Linked DNA regions of Astyanax mexicanus: region 2 is linked to region 1. The links are chromatin contacts, called in public Hi-C maps. All regions are on one chromosome and are shown on one strand. Each heading gives the region's core, a stretch centred on a gene start, on an enhancer-like site or on the middle of the called end of the contact. The rest is flanking DNA. Distances are from core to core; before and after follow the strand shown. Region 1 holds the start of wnk1b (WNK lysine deficient protein kinase 1b). Region 2 overlaps wnk1b (WNK lysine deficient protein kinase 1b).

Evidence for each region. A called contact is a pair of places that touch in the nucleus more often than the background predicts.
Region 2: a contact with region 1 is called in a Hi-C map of muscle, with 13 times the contacts expected there. The contact joins the enhancer-like site here to the promoter of wnk1b in region 1. A contact is called at or near these places in 2 of 3 Hi-C or Micro-C datasets (both in muscle).

What each region holds. Positions count from the first base shown.
Region 1 is chr2:5,334,034-5,340,380 of AstMex3_surface, reverse strand. wnk1b (WNK lysine deficient protein kinase 1b) reads right to left here and starts at 3,132. Exons shown (of 33, transcript XM_049475036.1): 1 at 2,191-3,132.
Region 2 is chr2:5,413,140-5,419,486 of AstMex3_surface, reverse strand. wnk1b (WNK lysine deficient protein kinase 1b) reads right to left here. Exons shown (of 33, transcript XM_049475036.1): 3 at 4,783-4,955. Among protein-coding and RNA genes, the nearest start is that of wnk1b, 79 kb to the right of the region's middle. Within about 2 kb of position 3,481, the one cell type or tissue checked has an H3K27ac peak away from gene starts, as active enhancers do.

The DNA of each region.
Region 1 (6,347 bases), core at 1,883-4,382:
TGTCAGTTCCAGAAAACTTTCTGGAGCTGGACAATTCACCACAACTATCTAGCTCATAGTAAATAAATGCATGAAAAACTTCTGAAACTTTAAGTATTTGATTAAATAGTTCGTGTCAGGTAACTACTTAAAGACAGGCAACGTTTTAACAGAGAATAATACAGTTTATACACTTATTTAGCTTGTTTAAACGTTTTGAAACGATACTAGTCCACCTCAGAGACTGACATTAGCTGGGCAGTTAGCTACCCTGTGTTCTGTAGTGTTGGGAGAAGAGCTTCAGAGCTCTGTGTCGGATAGCGAGTTAGCTAAGCTAAGCTAACCAGCCATTTGTCCGCAGGTTTTGGATATCAACTGTGATTTTAACGTTTTAACACTTTAAAACTATGGCCAAAGTGACAAAGCGACCAATATCTCAGTGGGAGATCTTTCCAGAAGCTGTTAGCATGCAAACGTGAGGAGAAAAAGAGGGAGAACATGAGCTCAGCTAAATAACTAGCTTTAACAGCTAGCTAAACATACCGGTAGATTAACTAAGGCTAGCTTAAATAGCGTTAATTAACTAGTTAACTCTACCCGGTTTGTTGGCTAAGACGTTGTTTGTGTTGAAGCTAAAATTAGCTGGAAAAAGTAGGTTAATAAATCAGGCAGGGCTAGCAAGCTATCTGGAGTAGTTAGTGTATTATTAATAATAACACTAATAATAAAAAATACGTTTAGCTAATGTAGCCAGCTAAAAACAACGTTTAAATATTTTGTATAGGCACTTACTATCTCATTAGTTTGCTCAAATCTAACAACTAACCTGAATAAATCGCTTTTAAAACAGAGTTTCTGAAGGTTTCAAATGAAAGAAACGTTCACATTAAACTCCAAATCACAGTAGCAGCTCAAACACTGTGTTGATATGGTGTTGAATAGGCAGCTACAACGTTGAATCTGCTAGAAATTGGGAAGATAACCTCAATAAATCGACTTAAACAGGGTTTCTAAATGTTTCTGGAGGTTTAACATTAAAGCAACGTTCCCATTAAACTCCACAACAGCACAGCAGCTCCAACAGCCAGTGTGTTCATCGTTTATATATGCTTTTACAATGTTGAGTTTGCTAGAATTTGGAAGTTAACCTCAATAAATCGATTAAAACAGGGTTTCTGAAGGTTTAAACTTCTAAAAGCAACGTTCACATCCAAAACACATCAGCAGCTCCAAACAGTCAGTGTGCCACCACCAGCTGCTCTCTCTCTTTATCTCTCTCCATCTGATTTAAAACCTACTACTAACACACCATTTACTAGGACTGCCCACTAATGATTATTTTAGTAACTAGTCGACTAATCTGACGTTTTTTTTTTTCGATCGATTAACCGATTTCTGCCATCCCCTCACCCGCTCAAGCTTGCACACCTGTAAGTGTTAATAACTAGCTACCCCAAACACCACATATACTCTTTATTTACTAGCTGCCACTAATGATAATTTTGGTAGCTAGTCGACTAATCTAACGATGTTTAGAGTCGAATAGTTGAAAAAATGCTTATTAGTTGACTCTACTATCATTAGTGGCAGTCCTAGTCAACCCGTAAACACACTCCATAGGACTGCTCACTAATTGTTATGTTTTTTTTTTTCGATTAGTCTATAATCGACTAATCGATTTCTCCAATCCCCCCTCACCTGCCCAAGCTTGCACACCTGTAAGTCTCTTCACCCTGTTGTTCAGTCACTGCCTTAATGTATAATATCGCAAATAATAATAATAAGCTATTTAAGCAAATTGCGTGTAAAAAGTGGCTGATAAAGAGTTAAATATGTCTTAACATGGCGAACTAGGTTAATAAGACTTAATAGCTTTTAAGCTTAAATCAAATGTAACCTAGCTATGTATTAGGTATGTGAACTGGGTGAGTGAACAACTTAGGAAACTTAACCCCTGCCTCATTAGCTAAGCTACGTTTTCAAGTGTAGTTTAGTGCACAGTGCAGTTAAAACGATTTTGTGGATTATGTCAACGAATCGTTGCAGCCCTACGGATCTGTCTCACCACGTTGCTGAATCACAACACAGCAAGCCAGCAGGTAACTAGGTATGTAGGTAGACCTAATGCTAGAGATATAACGTTAGATAGAAAGATCCAATAGGTAGGTAGGTCAGATAGGGAAAAAGATAAGACAAGACATTCAAGTTTACCTTTCGTATCGTGTTATCCATCCTTTGGTGTCATCCTCCTCCAATGAAACAGACAAGACGAAAGACAATCACACAGTCAGACAGACAGACAGCAACAGCAGTAGTCTGTAGTGTGAGGAAGAAGGAAAAACCCAACCAAGCTAACCTAAAGACTGCAGACTGTGAGCTTGCTGCGTTGGGCTAGGTTAGGTTAAGTTAGGTTAGATAGCTAGCCATAACAGTACCAACAAGTCATAGCTAGCTAAATAACCGAATACATATTATTACTTGGTACTAATACTATCTAATTTAGGAGAAATCCTTCCTGCAGGACATGCCGTTCAACACATACACACAGGCACTACAGCTACTGCCTACTGCCACAGCAGCTCTGCAAACGACTGGGTTAATGTTGTTAATGCTGGGTTGAAAATGTTGCTTATATTCCCACAGGCCAATGATATACTGCTGCAGCTGTTAAACCCAGTCCTGCAGATCTTCAGGTTGGCTGGTTTCTCTCAAGTTCGCTCTCGCAGTCTCTCCGTATCGCCTTTCCCATGAACAATGCAGCGAAAAAACAAACATCCACTGCAGCTCGTCTCCTCTGTTCAGTCTGGCCGGTGAAACTGTGTGTAATTCCTGGACGGTGGACACAGTCAGAGAGCCTATCCTACCGAGAACCAGCAAGCAGCAGATCAAATCTCAGCATTTCCCCGCACTGTATAACGTTTAGAGTCCAAACGTACGCTTTGTGTTGTTGAGCAGCTGGTCTCTCTTTCTCTCTTTCTCTCCTTCTCTCTCTCTCTATCGCTTCTGATGCTTATTCCAGTGTGTCACGTTGGAGGCTGCGCCGACACGAGCTGCTCCAGCTCCCCGCCCACAAGAGCCTCAGCCGGGCTTTTATCAAACACACCGAGGGGGGTCGCCTTTCCCTCCGCACACACAGCAGCGGCGGACTTCTATCACACCGCGTGCAACACTGTAGCAAACCTTAAAGAAACACACGGTGAGAAGAGGGGGGGGCTTCATTCATGATTATCAGCCGCAGCAGAGGTGGGTAGAGTTGTGAGGATAAACAATACATCAAGTCATTATTCTGAGATAACAGTGCGTTGATTGTATGGATGAGCCTGAGAAAGAAAACAATGACACATTGAGACAGTATCTCAAAATAATGACTTAATATTGTTTAATATTTTTTTTTAAATAGTATGTATTTTCTTGATTTTCTTATCATTGTGTTAATTGCTATCTCAGTATTTAGAGGTAGTAGTAGGTTTCACAGCTGAGCCAGATAAATAAAATAATTATACAATAAAAAAAATGGTGAGATAGTGTCTCAAAATAATACCTTATTGTCTCAGAAGTAACTCAAAATAATGTCTTGGTATTTCAGAGGTAACTCAAAATAATGAGTTAATATCTCAAAATAATGTCTTAGTATCTCAGGGGTATCTCAAGATAATGTCTTGTTATTTCACAAGTAACTCAATATAATGTCTTAGTATCTCAAAATAATGACTTAATATCTCAGAAGTATTTTTAAAAATAGTATGTATTTTCTTGATTTTCTTATCATAATTGCTATCTCAGTATTTAGAGGTAGCAGTAGGTTGCACAGCTGAGCCAGAGAAATAAAATTATTATAAAATAAAAAAAATGGTGAGATAGTGTCTCAAAATAATACCTTAGTGTCTCAGAAGTATCTCAAAATAATGTCTTGGTTTTTCAGAGGTAACTCAAAATAATGCGATAATATCTCAAAATAATGTCTTAGTATCTCAAAATAATGTCTTTGTATCTCAGAGGTATCTCACAATAATATCTTAGTATCTCTGAAGTAACTCAAAATAATATCTTAGTATCTCAGAAGTATCTAAAAATAATATCTTTGTATTTCAGAAGTATGAGCTTGTGTAAATAATGATATAGTTAAATAGTATCTCAAAATAATATATTAGTTTCTCAGAAGTATCTCAAAATAATGTCTTAGTATCTTAAATGTATGAGCTTGTATCCCAAAATAACGACTTAGTATCTCAGAAGTATTTTTAAAAATAGCCTGTATTTCTTTTCTTATCATTGAGTTAATTGCTATCTCAGTATTTAGTAGATTGCAAAGCTGTAGATTGCAAAGCTTCAACTTATTTCAAAATAATGTCTCGGTATCTCAGAAGAATCTCAAAATAATGACTTAGTATCTCAAAAGGAGGATTTTTTTTAATATTAAAAATAGCATGTTTTTTTTTCTTATTAAGTAAATTGCTATCTCATTATTTTTAGGTAATGTGGACTGGACTGGAAAATTCTCCTGAAACCTTTTCCCACATCTGTTAGAAACTGGTGTTTGTTCTCTATTCTTCTAATTTGTTGTTTTTCTTAAATACTTTTAGAAGTTCGGAGTGAGCAACTACATTATATGCACCAAGTGCTGTATGAACAGTGCATGCAAATGTCATGAAAGGTCAGGTTATGGGATGGAGCAGGAAGAAATCACTCAGGATGTTAAAGCCCATTTATCAAACAGTAATATAGAATTTGCAAATGACCCACTTCCAGAGCGTATCTTTTACCTTAATCCTCTTTACACTGTTAATGGTTGTATAAATATACACACACAAAGCTTACGCAAATGGCAAAAGCTTGAAATCACACTGTGTAATCTTTACCTCGTGCTAATATGTGATACACTGTTTAAAAAAGTCACATTATGCTTTCATATTATGCACTATATTATGTTGCATGTATTAGTACAGTCAAAATGTTTGTAATTTTGCTGGATATTAGGTACACAGCAGTGCTGCTGGAGTTTTTAAACACGGTGTCGGCTGACTGTCCACCTAATTGGACACTCCTACCTAATTTGTCCACCTTGTGGATAAAAGTCAGAGATAGAAGTTCTGTTATCTTTTGCTGTTATCTTTTGTTTCCCCTTTGTTATGACACTTACTTAGTTCTCTCCCTGGTAACGTAGCTAACTAGCCGCAAATGTTAGCATGTTAGCTAGCTAGCTACTAATGTTAGCTAGCTTTCCTCTTACTTTAGTTCTCTCCCCGGTAACGTAGCTAACTCACCGCTAAAGTTAATATTTTAGCATGTAAGCTAGCTCACAACTGATGTTACTGTGTTGGCTAGCTCTTTGCTAACCATAGTTCTCTCCCCGGTAACATAGCTAACACACCGCTAATGTTAGCTAGCTCTCTACTAACCTTAGTTATCTTCCCAGTAACGTTAGCTAACTCACCGCTAAAGTTTGTGCTTTCCCGCCGGCATTAAATGTCTGAAAATGTCTTACCTACAGCAAATTTACAGTAAATTTAAGACAATTTAAGACTGTAATTACTTGAATTTTAATGTAAGATATTTTAAGAATTTTTAAGGAAATGCAGGCACCCTGACAGTCATTTTTTTTATTTTAGGGGCGGTATGGTTGGGTTTTGTGGTAGTCCACGTCCAGGTCCTGGGGTGGTGGGGGCTGGGGGTTTGGTCCATGTCCAGGGGTCCCTCCCTGAAATTAATTTTTGCAACTTGGGATGTCTGTTTCTGGTTGATAGTCTTAATGGTTCATGATTTTAGGTCCAGCAGTAACGATGAGGTGTTTAAAAACTCCAGCAGCACTACTGTGTCTGATCAATAAAACATGCAGTCCTGTGGGGTCCTTATAAGGGAGCGTCAAAACAAGAAGGTTAAGTTAAATCTCTCTATTTGAATTTCTCTAGTTTTCTGTTTTCAGCTTCTACTCAGCTGTATATCCCTAATCACTAGTGATGCCACAACATAAGGAGGGTAAAGACTAGCACATGCTTCCTCCAACACATGTGAAGTCAGACTCCGCCTCTTTTTGATGCATCATTGCCAAGGTGCATCACAGCGCTCCGATACATCAGCTCACAGACGCCTTGCACTGATTGACATCACCCTGGAAGGGATGTGGAGGAAAAGAGCAGCATCTACACACCGCTATGCCAATTGTGCTCTTTCAGGACTTCGGCAGCTGATGGAGAGCTGTATGACCACGATTCAAAACAGAAATCTCCCGATCATAGTGGCAACGCTTTAGACCGCTGGACCACTCTGTGCCCCACATGTCCATTTCTACATGCTAAAATTACTGGTCGTTTCCATTTTCTCATTTCCTCATGCACCAGCCTCGGTCCCTCATATGGCCCACATGTGTA
Region 2 (6,347 bases), core at 2,232-4,731, 79 kb before region 1:
CAGCTGATGGCAAGCTGCATGACCGGGATTCGAACCGGCGATACCTTTTTCTAAATTGCAACCAAAAAATACAGAAAGTGATAAGCATTCACAATGGTGTAAAAATAGCTATTTCTTTGCACGGGTAACACTATGCCCCTGTCACCAGCGTTATAAAAGTGCTGTAGTTCAGAATACTAGGGGTGAATGGAGGTGGTCTATTTGACAAAAGTTTGTACTCGTTATCATGTTTCACTACATGACAAGTCCATTTTACACTTGATTTCTCCTTTAAAGTGTCTTCACACTCACTTTCACTCTTACTTATCATATTTACTTAAAAGGTTATTTATAAAAACAAAATTGACTCTTCTGTGAAATCATTCAATTAAAAAAACCCTCTGTCACACCTTTGTATTTAAGACAGTATAGAAGGTTAAAAAAGGGGGAACAGCTGCTTTGGAGTATGAGCGACATGTGGGCCTGCAGCCAAAGGTGAGCTCAGGAGTGAAAACAGGGGTGTAACAAAGCTTGAAGCAAAACTGTCTCATCTTTCATCAACCCCCCCCCCCCCCCCCACAGAGCCCTACTGCTCACCATCTGCACAAAAGTCCCTATCTCCTCTATACATCTCCACCAGCTCATTCCACAGAATGAGAAATGCTAAACACAACGCAAGCTTTACCAACACAACAGCCAACAGCCCAGCAGAGTTTCTGTTTGCTCGACTCCGGCCGAGCGAATACAGGACGAGACCTACTGCTTCTCTAAAGGTGTTTACCAGCTCTTCAGGGGGCCAGACTGGTAAATCTTCATTGCTGAGCGCGGGAAGGTGAGCAAATAAGTTTACATAAGCTAAAACAAACAGGACAAAAGCCTCTCGGTGTGGTCTTCACTGTCCCACAATCACAGAGAGTGATCAGGTATCCTGGTATGCAGCTGGGACACTCCCACTTTTTGACCTCTTACCCCAGATCCCACAGAGGGGGAAAAAAAAAAAGAAAAAGAAAAGCTTCCTGGAAGCTTCTACAGTTAAACGAAAGTGAATTTACAGAAATAAAAGAAAAACACACACAATAAACACAACCTGCAGCTATTAAAAAGACAGCTATGACAATGAAACTTTATCCAGTAGGCAACAGGTACTGTCTCCCATGACTTTTGGCATGCCAAATAATAAATAGTAAATATTATTTCTGCTTAAATGCCATTAGATGCTGCTAATCATGATCACTACCACCCACTGTATTCCTAGTACTAGTTGTAATAGCTGCAATAATATTGCCAATAATTTTGAACATTTTGAGCATGGCCAGTTGTGCTCTCTCAGACTCCGGCCGCTGATGACAAGCAGCATGACTGGGATTCGAACCAACTGATAATACTAGAAAATTTGGAGCCTCTAATTGTATTGAATGCAAAAATATCACTAAGATTTTTGAAGATTTTTTGAAAACATTAATATACCCTGAGACATCATGCCTTATCACTCACCCCTAATTATCACATCAGGATACTACTTTTTTTTTTTTTTTTTACTGTTTTTAGCAAAAGAAAACAAAAATCACACTGTTCTCATTTCCCATTATATATATCTATACTAGAGATCTGTCCAATATCATTTATTTTACTTTAATCCTGGATGTATGTAGATATTTGGAGTGCATTATTCTTAGCATCATGTCATTCTGGATCATTGACTTTGGTTACAAATCTGATATTCTTTTTTTTATATTTTTTAATTGTAGTTAGGGATGTGTCATATCATATTATATGCAGTAATAAAATGTATTTTTTATTTTATTGCAGTAGTGTTTTGTTATATATTGCGAAGAGTATCGTTACTGCAAAAAATACCAGGAAATATTGTGATATTATTTTAGGGCCATATCGCCCCACCACTAATTGAGATGCTCCTAAACATATGCTCCTTCATTAATGGGATCATCAGGTGAGTTGAATAAGGGCTAGGAGTGGTAATTTAGCAAGACCAGGACTGGACCAGATTTAGCTTTTAGTATTAGTTTAGTTTTTTCACAGTCTGCTGCTTTCTTCATTCTTCATCTCATTTTGATGGTTTCTCCTTCACACTCGGCCCCTCACTCTGCTTGTGGTCATGGTGGTGCTGTGCTGTTGTGAGGCGTGTGATTAGTGCTCAGACAGGCCAGACACAGACACTTAACTGTGCATGACTGGGACTGGGAGGAGGGGGATCCCCTTGCAGGCTCATCCGCTCACCATGAACTCAGCACGCCCTGTGCAGCACCAGCATGACCAGCCGACACGACAAACATAAGCACAAGCACAAGGTAGGATTAAAAACGTGGTAAGAGCATCCTGTGTCAGAGCGCAAGTCTTCATGTTTGATAAAGAATCTTATATAAGTATATTTGTATATCTTGTATACCATTTCTTATCAATCATCATCATCACTTTATTGTATCATTTACTTTTACTATGATCCTTTTTTCTATATTTTAAATTTGAGAAATTCTTTACTTTTTATGTTTTAATTTCTATGTTAATTTATTTAGATTTTCTTTTTTATACATACATTTTATTAATCTACAATAAACTTATTTATTTAAAATGTTTATTTGTTTTCCTATTTCTAATTTCTTATCCAATGTTTTTAACCCCTTTTATACTGTAAATGCTTGGCCGCATTGTAAATGAGGGTCACCCTTAATGTACTGCCGATTTCAAATAAAGCTTGATTGATTGATTGATTAATTCATTGATTGACAAAGACTGAGTGGTTAATTTACATTAATATTTTAGATTCCTACTGTTCAAATTTAAAAAAGCCAAAAAGAAAAATTGGAGGCTTACATGCACACACAACACAGTAGGGGGACTGGGTGATGTATGGGTTTAGAGGCAGGGCAGGAGGGAGAGCTGATTGGCTGAGCTTCATCCTCACCTATAGCACAGTTAAACCTGTGAGGGGGCGCTGCAGAGGCAGAAATTAGCAAAATAAAAGTATTTTTTCAAAGCTTATTTGAACACATTTCAGCTATTAATGAAAATAATATATGGTTTAGGGTTTAGTGGCTCTTAAATAATATTTTTTTTTTTTGACAAATTGCATGAGTTCTTTCTTTTTGGGATGATTCAAGTGGGAAAAAATGTGATCAGGACATCCCTAGTCAATAAACAGTTAATGGAAAAACCCCAATAAATGCAGTGAGAGAGTGTGTGTGTGTGTGTGTGTGTGTGTGTGTGTGTGTGTGTGTGTGTGTGTGTGTGTGTGTGTGTGTGTGTGTGTGTGTCAGAATCCACACGTCCACATGAGGGAGCTGCTGACCCTGAGTCTGGGCTCTGTTTGGTCAGGTCTACAGTAGTGCCTCTTCCACTCTTCACAGATCAGGAATGTGTGGAATCTGCTGCAGCAGCAGCTGGCGAGGGGGCAGCGACCCACAGTGCACCTCTCACATGGAGGTGGCACGCCGCTCTCCTCCTGCACCACCGGCGGGGACTTTCGTAAATCCACTCTATTGTGAATCTGTGTTTTATAACAGTCGAACAGACAATAACCGGCCTTTTTAGTCTGCTGTTTCTGATCAGCGGCGGACTCACACGGCTCGCGAGCTCCAGTTAGGTGAAAAGAAGCTGTTCTGTCTGCTGTAAATGAGTTCTCACACTCTGCAGGGCATGAACAATATTCCTGACGCCCTCGGGGTAAACAACATGAACATGTACAAAACCAACAAAGCTAAAGTTACGCAAGTAACCTCAGAGTTACCTCAGTACAAAAGGAGAAACTGTTAAAAATGCTTTATATGAACATGACATAGCAGTAGAGCTGTGTAATCAATAAAAGAACCTGATAACACAACAATACGCATCATGATATAGGGGTTATGATTTAATGTATTGCCATACTGTAACCAAGACAATATAATGCGTCATTTTTTATCTTTTTTGGGGAAAAACTGTTGGTATACTTTTTAGCTCATGAAAGAGTATAACCCTGCTATCTAGCAATTGTGAAAATTAACCTGCCCCATGTTTTCCATATAAACAATTAAAAGACAATATACCATGCAAAACTCACTTTTTGGATGCCTCTATATAAACCCATTTTCTGTGAATCAGCTAAAATAATTTGGTGTTAGAAATAATTTGCTTCTATGAACCATCTGAATGGCTTCCTTATTGTGACGTCATGATAAGGCAACCTGGCAACCTGCATAGAACCACCCTGGCTCCAACCCTCATCTGAGCCCCACCCACTTGATCAGTTGACGAAACAACATTTCAGCAATTTTGGTTGAGAACGTCAGTACAGTACACAGTAAGATTAGCGATTAGACTTCTTCTGAGGGAGGGATCTATACCTACTACCTGTGGAAAATAAGATCATGTTTTCCCATTTAGCACAAGCTAACACTAATGTGTGGTAAACGCCCAGCGTAAACATGTGGCGTAGCCACCGACAGCTTATTTGCATAAAAGTGACAGAGCCCTTAAACGGCTTATTCTGAACAAGGGTCTAAAAACTGGTGAGAATAGATCTGGTGAAATCTTTATCTTTATGTGAAAGTGATTTTGTGCAAAGAACTTCATGAAAATGTTTTGTGTAGCCCATGGATCTATTCTAACTTGTGTAAAAAGAGGTATAAACTGTCCCCTTTACATTAAAACCAATGCTGTGCTTTTGAGAATGAATAACTGATTGGAAAACCTTTCACAATACTTCTGAAACAAACCTGGGTACAAAATTATGTATGATTTACAGTCAGATTAATGAGGCTGAGTGTGATTCAGCATGCTTGTTAAAGGCACTGATGTTCTACTCACGTTTTTAGGGTGCCTGAAGTCATCAGCTCCGTCACCAGCACGATACACTTGCGTCCTTTGGAGGGAGACTCCCAGGAGTCGTAGAAACGAACGATGTTTGGGTGCTGCAGACCTTTCAGCATACCTGCCTCTTCTTTAAAGCGCTGCCGCTCTGACCTGGAGAGCTTACGGTCCTGGAGGAACACAAACAGCAGAGACGAGGCATTAATATGGTTAAAAACATTAAAAATATCTGTAACTAGGGGTGGGCGATATGGCCCTAAAATAATATTTCAATATTTCAAGGTATTTTTGCCATAACAATACTCTTGGCGATATGACAAAACACAGAATTAATATATATATATATATATATATATATATATATATATATATATATATATATATATATATATATATATATATTTTTTTTTTTTTTTTTTTTTTTTTTCAAGAATACACTACTGCAACAAAATGAAAATTTTATTTTATTATTGCATGCAATATGATATGGCACACCCCTAACTGAGATATTAAAAAATACAAGAATCTGATCAGATTTGTAACAGAAGTCAATGATCCAGAATTTTATGATAGTAATAATAATGCACAACATATATCTCCATATAACCATGATTAAAGTAAAATAAATGATACTGGACAGTTTTGCTAAAAACAGCAATATATATACTATATCACATATATACTGTATGCATTAGTGTGTATTAAACCATAATACAAGCAATTAAACATTGCATGTTGATATTTTTTTAATTGACACTGAAATAAATTACAAAAAAGGTCTAATATAAGCAGAAATTTACAACAAATAACCACAATTCTATGCATCTCTGTGAATCTAAAGTGTAATATGTTTTAGTGTTTTAATTCTGAGGGTCTGTCTGTGTTATCTGCATTATAAAAATCGAAAAATAAAACTCTTCCCAATCAATACAACTTACTTCCTATACTTAATATGGGGAATTCCCACATTATTTCACTACATTAGTGTTTACTGTAATGTCAGATGAGTGGTTCTATATGGAAATAGAAAATTCAGGCCTTCTTTAAAAAGCTTTTGTGCTGCTGAGCGAGTCTCTGTCTCTGTCTCTCTCTTTCTGCGCAGTGAGAGCACTCTCTGGTTTAGACACTGTAATCCAACACCACATTCCTGCCAGAGCTCACCCATCAGTCAGAAGTGCCCACATGGACAGATCCAGCAGTGCCAGGATGGACAGAAGCCCAGCACACATTTACTATGCGGAGTAAAGCATGTCTGTAAACATCACACACAAACACAGACTAGCGGGCTGAATTCACAGTCATATGACTGAGCCAAGGAAACAACATGACCAGGCCAGTTATGGATATTACCTCAATAATATGTGATAATTGTGATATTAAATAATCTATTGTGTTTATTTGTATATTTGTTTGTTCAAATATACTAGTGGATAATAAATAATTAAATATGATTGAAAAGTTACTTTGTTTCACAAATGTGAGACACACAGATTGATCTATCTTAAGTGTTTATTTATTTTTTAGACAGACAGACAGACAGACAGACAGACAGATAGATAGAT